Linked DNA regions of Ovis aries: region 2 is linked to region 1. Evidence: chromatin contacts called from public Hi-C data. All regions are on one chromosome and are shown on one strand. Each heading gives the region's core, a stretch centred on a gene start, on an enhancer-like site or on the middle of the called end of the contact. The rest is flanking DNA. Distances are from core to core; before and after follow the strand shown. Region 1 has its middle 110 kb from the start of COL5A2. Region 2 overlaps COL5A2 (collagen type V alpha 2 chain).

Region 1 (3,821 bases), core at 643-3,142:
TTTTCCATTATGGTTTATCCCAGGAGACTGGATATAGGTCTCTGTGCTGCATGGCAGGACCATGTTGTTTATGCATTCTAAACGTAATAGCTTGCATTGGAATACCAAAGTTTTTTGATTCCATTTTCAATAGTTGAGTGTTCCTCAACTATATATGGATAGTCCTTGAAATGCCACAGCTATATAGACAGAGTCCTTGGAAAACCCAAGGACTGACCAAAATATAAGGCATGCTTGGATAACAAACATTTTGCTGATGTTTTCTTGTTTAAGATGGAGTTGTTCTGGTTGATTTCACCTGCTTGTTTATCTTATGAAACCCTTCCTGTGTGATATACGTAAGGACACCTCTGAGTTAGCCTCCAGTGTACTATTGTGCAAGCATTCATGAATGTATGAGTGAGTGTATGAGAAAGACTGGGAAAGCATTCTCTTGATGCTATATCTTTCAAAAAAGAAAAATTAAAGATGGAGCAAGACCGGGTGAACCTCTCTGCTGGCCGCTGGCCTTGAATGTAGGCATCTGTTTTCTGAGATGGGCCACCGTGACAAACATTGGTACTGTCCCCTGAATGCCACATCATACGTTAAAACTTCTCCAAAGGCCTGAAAAAATCACACCTCTACATATAAAGTCCTGAACTCATCAACATCAAAACACTGCTTGTAATTTCAGGTCTTGCACCTCTAGACAAAGTTAAGACAATTTGAAAGGGCCCCTCAACTTCTAACCTACATTGGTAATGCAGTTTCTCATTAGTATCATTTCATCTGGTGCTCACAAAAATTCTATAGGATATGCAAAACAAGAACTACTATTTTCATTTTATACAAAGAAAAACTATAATTGACATGAAATAACTGATTTCCAGAAGGTCACGTATTACACTACCAAGGCAGGACTACAATGATGCTAGGTCACCTAACTTGACATCTTTCCACCAGCAACATCAAGTCCAACCAGGCACGATGTCAAAGACATAGTTTCAGACTAATTGGCAAAGTGGTCCTTTGAAGTAAAAGTGAAATGATTTTTCAAGATGTGTATCCTGGGAAAATTCCTTTGATAAAATATAATGTCCTTTAGAGATTAATTTCTCTCACTACTAATAATACTTAACCTTATTTTTAGCTTTTTAAACTATAACTAGACTACAGAGGATGAGATGATAGGATGGCATCACTGACTCGATGGACATGAGTTGGAGCAAGCTCTGGGAGTTGGTGATGGACAGAGAAGCCTGGCGTGCTGCCGTCCATGGGGTCACAAAGAGTTGAACACGACTGAGTGACTGAACTGAACTGAGAGAATTTTTCCATGAAGCAAGTGAGTGACTGGCTGAGGTATGGACATTTCTGGTTCAACCTATCAGTTAATTAGAATGTTGCCTATTCTTCAGGTTTTCCAAAGGAACTCATTTTGTGTCTGTATCCTAACATCCCTTTTGGTATATGTTTCTAACACTACTTTATTTCACCGGGCAGCCATTTATTTAATTAGACAATTTGAAATTCAGCGCCTGGCTTCTTTCAATGGCCTAAGGGTGACTCCACAGAAGCTCACATGTGATGAAACAAATGACTTGAAGATGGAAGAGAGCATTAAATGGCACAGGCAGGTCAGATTGCACAGTTTGGCTTTGCATTTAGTAAATTATAGTCAAGCAGCTCTTAATTGCATCCTAACTGTCCATTTTCAGATGGTACTTCTGCCAAACACCAGATTACTAGGGCTGTGTTAGAAAAGCTCAAATAGCACATTCAAATCTGAAACTATAGGTCTCATTTATTTCTAGTTCTTCAGCTGGCAGACATGAAAAGCACTTTTGAGCAGCCAAAGAAGATGAAGAAATAACTTACAGTGAATGGAAAATGTTAGGAAAGCGAGGGCTAGACAATTCTATGAGTCACTACTGAGATATCTAAAGGAATAGGGATTCCAGTCCACTCATTAAAGTGTGGGTTGAAACGTTGCTTTATTTTTCAAGAAATTCCATGGGAGGCACTTGGAGGGGAAAACAGGAGGTGGCCACACTGCACTTCAGACAGAAAAGGCATATCTTGAGAGTGGTGAGATTCTGGCACAACTTGAAGACACTCCACAACATGGATGAGATTTCCAGTCTTAAACGATTTTAAGAGGTTTTATGGCACTATTTCAAAAGTGAACCAAATCCTTGAAAAAAATGTTCTAAATTAACAAATGTACCTTCTAAAATCATTTTTAGCCTACTTCTGGTTTCATAAATACAACAGAATTGGTTTTGTCTAAGATTCTAAATCTTTGAATATCTTTCTAAGGAGAAAAATATCCTAAGATATTGATTAATTTTAGATTCACATTTTTAGGAAGAAATTATCATCTGTTATTTTTCAAACTATAGGAGCAAAATGAAGAATGAATTGAAAAATAAATATTTACATTGTGGATATTAATTTAGAGCTAATATCTTAATATCCATTACATGCTTCCTGGGGAAAAGATGATTGGTGCTTTGGAGACAATCTTCCTAATATGACGGAGTGTTAATTGCACCCCTGAGAGGCTATGGCCAGCAGACACTAGGAATACAGTACAGTGCTGGTTCTATCACTTATCAGTTTAAAGTTTCCATGTCTTCTATAAAATGAGAAAAAAAAATAGTACCTAATTCATAGAGTTATTGTGAAAGAGTATAGCTCATAGGTAGAGTATATGACTGCAGAGTTATTGTAAATTTAAGCAAATAACATCTGCAAAGTACTTAGCACATAATAAATGATAGTTAGGGTTTCAAAAAAATTTTCCACAAAAAGCTAAAGAACCACCGAATAAATAATGTCTCTTGTTTTTCCAGTTTTGTTACTGACTGCTGAGATTTGGCATAGATGCGGCACACGCACACTGATCACAGGACAGACAACTTGGGGAAGGATAAGGAGAGTGCAAGGGAGATGTAATGATATGTGTGGAAAACCCCACTTTCAGACAATTCTTTCATTCAGCTTAATAAGAAGTAATGAATGGGCTCCAACCAGGGCCCTAGTCCTCTAAAAGATGTCCCATCCCTGTATTCAAGAGCTACTCATCACGATGATAAGACAAAACTCTCACACATGGAACAAAGAGATTTATGATTAGATACTAAAATAAGTGGCATCACAATGGGTTCTTACTAACAAATCTTTCTAACTATTATAAGATTCAAAGCCATATGCATGCAAAACCTGTTGGAAAGGGAAATCACTATGATTACTCTTCTCAATACATCTCAAAATGTCATATTCTACCAGTCTCTAAAAAAATGTAAAATGCCTACTGCTTTCCATCACTTTCCTTTATTTAGATATATAGTTTACTTATGCTTTCCAAGTTAAACCAGAAATCCTCTGACTTGGGTTTCACATGTCTGAATTTTAAATGTCTAATAATTTCTCAAACATTTCAGAGATACAAAATTATGAGTTATTTCACCCAGATGAGCATAAACTATTCACGAATTCCCCAAATTGTGAGTTATATATGTGCAAGAAGCAAAGAGCAACAGCACTGGAAAGTTTAACAGATGTCGATAGCTCTGTTGAAAAAGAGATCAGAAAAGAAAGTATGCCCCCTGCTGTTTACAGAATGATGGTTTCTGAAGACGATTTTAGCTGAAAAAGTTTTGAGTTGCATCTGATTTCCTAGATCTTGACTCCAGCACACTGTAACAAGTCTATGACCATGCATGTATACCTAAAGTTATTGTGAACAAGTCTACTCCTTGTCTCTCTCCTTTGAACAATATAGAGGTGATAGGTTGTTTAACTCTCTACTTGTGCTTATCTTCTATGTAAAATTT
Region 2 (3,821 bases), core at 863-3,362, 200 kb before region 1:
ATCTAACCCAGCCATCTGAGCTGAAAACGGCTGTTAAAGAAATGTGTTGACATTATTTCCACAGTAAAAGATCTATATCAACATACTTTTTAAACTGAGAAGTGTACGATCTCTGGGATTCTTAGAGAATGACTCTTTTGAGAATCATTGTAAACTTTTGACTTTAAAGCAAGGAAAAAGATTCAACCTGTTTTCACTGTATGTGTTTTTGAGTGAACAATCTTCCTCACTATGTTGCTTCAAAATAACTACTGCAATGGGCCAAATGCCTGAAACTTGATAAAAGCATGGATCATTCTGATAAGCATTTAGCCAGTCTAATCAATTTCAGGTTTAAGTCTTTTTATTTGCTTTTTTTCCCATTGTTAGTACATGCCAATTAAAAGTGCCTTTAAAACATTTGTCCTAAAGATTTTTCCATTATACCAGACTGCTTTACTTAGATGGTATTCTTTTTTCTTTGTTAGTAACCAGTAAATTTTAACTGTATTTATATAAGTTGATTAAAATTTTATGATCTTTTAAATGAATCCTGGAATATTCCAAAATCAGTAACAGTTTTACCTTCTCTCCTTCACATCTAAAAATCTCTGGTAACCCAATTGACTAAAACTGTCCATTTTCATTCCAGGAGTTCTATCAATTTCCAGATTTTAATGGGAAAAGAAGGTGCGTAATTTTAAAAATAAATTGTCAGTTCCTTCTACAATGAGTTGAAAAGCAAATGTAAAAATTGTTGTAAAACAAAAATCACATTTCAGGGTTCCATACTTTCCCTTGTTGTACTATGCAATTTGCTCATAAATCTATTCAAAAATCTGCCACTAAGAATTCAAACAGGCAGGCATAGAAAGACATTTTATTTTACTTCTGGTAGGAAATTAACACTCAGAGACACAATCAGAATGCATTTTTTATGTCAACTCAGTGGCCCTTTTGCAAGCATCATCCCGGATGTGCCATCCTTCCTTGGCGGGAGGACATGTCACAGGTTCTTTCAACATTCTGAGCCAAGAGAACAATAAAGGAGAACGACGTATTTCTCTTTCCAGTTCACAGTGGGAACAATATTAGTGGTCCTTTAGAATCAACAGAGAACAAAATCCCAATGCCCAGAACTGACATTAAGAAATACAAACCATTTGAAGCAGCATCTTTAAAAAGTGATACTTTGAATTTTCCAACAATTCCCTGTGGATTTCTTAGTTTTGTTGTTATTGTGTTCATTTAGCTGCTCTTACAGCTAAGGACCAATACGTGAACTAACACAATTTAAGATCCTAAAAATATACCATAAACTTAATATATTATCTACAGAAGATATTAAGCAATGCACACCACTCACCCTGCTCATGCCATCCGGTCCTGGGTGAGATGGATGCCCAGGAGGTCCTGGGGCACCTGGCTGACCAGGAACACCGGGTTCTCCATCAATTCCCTGAGGACCACGAGGCCCCTGGAGAAATAAGCCAGAAGAAATTAGAACCCACTGCTAAATATGTACCTAGGAGAAAACAAAAGCCACAAGCTTCTTGATGGAGATGAAGTGTGTATTATTTTTTTAAAAAAGAGCAATCCAGCAACCCACAGTAATTTTATCAGCTACACCAAACCTGCAGATTTCAGCACTGGTCACAGCCTCTGCCGTCAGGAGAGGACACATTCTGCGTAAGAATTTTACTCGTGATGTGTTAAATTCCCAGTAATCAGATTTTTTGGAATAATTATGAGTGTATTCAGTTTGTCAATATTCTAGAATAAGTTTCCTTACTTGAGTTTTGCTGTTCAAGGGTATTTAGTCAATGATTTCTAAATTCACTTGTTTTAAATTAACTGTATGTTCCTGCTTAACTTTCCCCCACTTAAGAAAAGAACATGATGGATCTTTGAACAGTGTTTGTGGTTTTCCTCATCTAATTTTTTAATGTTTTACATAGTTCCTGGCTCATAGTAGACACTCAGTATATGATTACTACATTTTCGCATTTCAGTTTCTTTCTCTAGTATTGAAGTCTGATACACTTTATTTTCCCTACTACTCCCAAAGGTAGACCAGACCCATGAGAAGCAGGGGGAAAGGCATGGGGATGCAGCCAAGTCTAGTTCTCAAGGAAGTGAGCAATGAGTTACAGCTGCCAAATTCCACCCTCCTCCTAACCCACATTCTGAAGGCAGCTTGGGGAACAGCCACGTCCCCAGTTCTGGAAATACTCCATCTCCTAACCTCATCATTCCCACAAGTCTTGTTAAGTATTTCTAGCTTTTTAACCCTGGAAATTCATAATAGGACCAAAGAAAGGAAAGCAAGGATCAAAGAACTCAAAATGCAATATGATTTTACTAGTTAGAAGCAGGGATTAAAAGTAGATAGAGATATAGATATGATGAGTTAAACAGTAAAAGAAGTTTACCATGCCTACACCTGAGACTGTCTCTCAGCACACAATAAGCAAACACGAGCTGATACAGTGGCGGGAGGAAGCAAAGGGCAAGCAGAGTGGGGAGGAGAGGTGGCTTGCAGATGATGGTTTGGGGGGAGGGTGGCATAAGAGCTATTCCGAAATTTAATTAATATATATTCTTATATATTCAAACACTCTGTTTGACATGTTTACTTCTTGGCGTAGTGGCATAATTAAGGAAATGTATCTATTCAAACAGAAGTAGATAACAGCCTGAAAAAAACACATTTTGAAAACTGATTTCTCAGAAACTGACTACTCACTCTACTCTTTTATCATTGTATTACATAATAGAGGCTAATCTTCCATTGCTGCCTAAGGCTTCTAGATCATACAAATGTGACACCATGGTCTGGAAATGTATGCTGTCAATGGTGGCATATAAAACATAGCAGTCTGACCTACTCAGACCACTATGTGTGGAAAACTTAATGTGTTTTTAAAATGTGAAATTCCTAATTAATAATCAGGTATTGTTAATACAAAAAACTGAGCTAAAACATTCTCTCTGCTCCCAAAGAGATTTCCAAAGCAAAACCAAAAACTACCTTTAGTGTCACTGGGAGTAGAGAGAGGTTTGGGTAATATTAATCCTCAAAAATTTGGTCTTTTCCCCAGCCCTCTGTGATTAAAAATCCTGTTTCAAAGTCTGCTCTGAAGATAGCCCACTTTTTCACTGACTTCATGATGCATTCTATGTCTCCATGGTATCTCCTCTAAATAGCCGACATGATCTACTTTTATACAAATTGAGGTTAAAATGAATAACAACCTGTGAAAATCATCCAAAACTAAGTGAACATAATAAGCAAGACTGTAAGTGAAAATAAGGAAAAAAGCCTATAATACATGATATTTTACTGATAAATATTTAAACCAAAAACTATAACCGCAAAACATATCAAAATACATATTTTCATATTTCCAGGTGTGACGAATCACAAAAGTTTTGTATGAAGGCAAGCATTCTCTCTATAATCATTCTTTCCCCACCCACAGGATACTTCACTGTCTCAGGAGACAATCCACCATAAAAAGTACTTGTAGATTGTCACTAGGTGGCAACGTTTAAACATTCACAAATAGGAATAATAATGCCCCCAAATCAGAAAGAACTTTTCTCACTGATAGTAATATAACACACACCCACATTATGAAATATGAGAGTTAGTAATAACTGGTATATTCTCCATTTTGCAGATGAGGAAAGAGACCTATAGAGGTTAAGTGACAGGCGCGATTAGAATTCAGTACACCATTGGTTGCCGTCCATCTCCTGACACGTTGCTAGTTCGTCAGTATGAAGTTACCAGGACAGTACGCTTAAAACTAAGGGTATGTGTGAGCGAGAATCATGAT

The links. Hi-C and Micro-C count contacts between places; a contact is called where the count stands out from the background.
Region 2: a contact with region 1 is called in a Hi-C map of tail adipose tissue, with 5 times the contacts expected there. The contact joins two enhancer-like sites. A contact is called at or near these places in 2 of 16 Hi-C or Micro-C datasets (both in tail adipose tissue).

What each region holds. Positions count from the first base shown.
Region 1 is chr2:120,086,207-120,090,027 of ARS-UI_Ramb_v3.0, reverse strand. No RefSeq gene overlaps it. Among named protein-coding and RNA genes, the nearest start is that of COL5A2, 110 kb to the left of the region's middle. Within about 2 kb of position 1,892, at least 6 of the 54 cell types and tissues checked have an H3K27ac peak or open chromatin away from gene starts, as enhancers often do. A contact at or near this core is called in tail adipose tissue, where this site is marked.
Region 2 is chr2:120,283,437-120,287,257 of ARS-UI_Ramb_v3.0, reverse strand. COL5A2 (collagen type V alpha 2 chain) reads right to left here. Exons shown (of 54, transcript XM_004004513.5): 7 at 1,346-1,456; 8 at 1-30. Among named protein-coding and RNA genes, the nearest start is that of COL5A2, 88 kb to the right of the region's middle. Within about 2 kb of position 2,112, at least 6 of the 54 cell types and tissues checked have an H3K27ac peak or open chromatin away from gene starts, as enhancers often do. A contact at or near this core is called in tail adipose tissue, where this site is marked.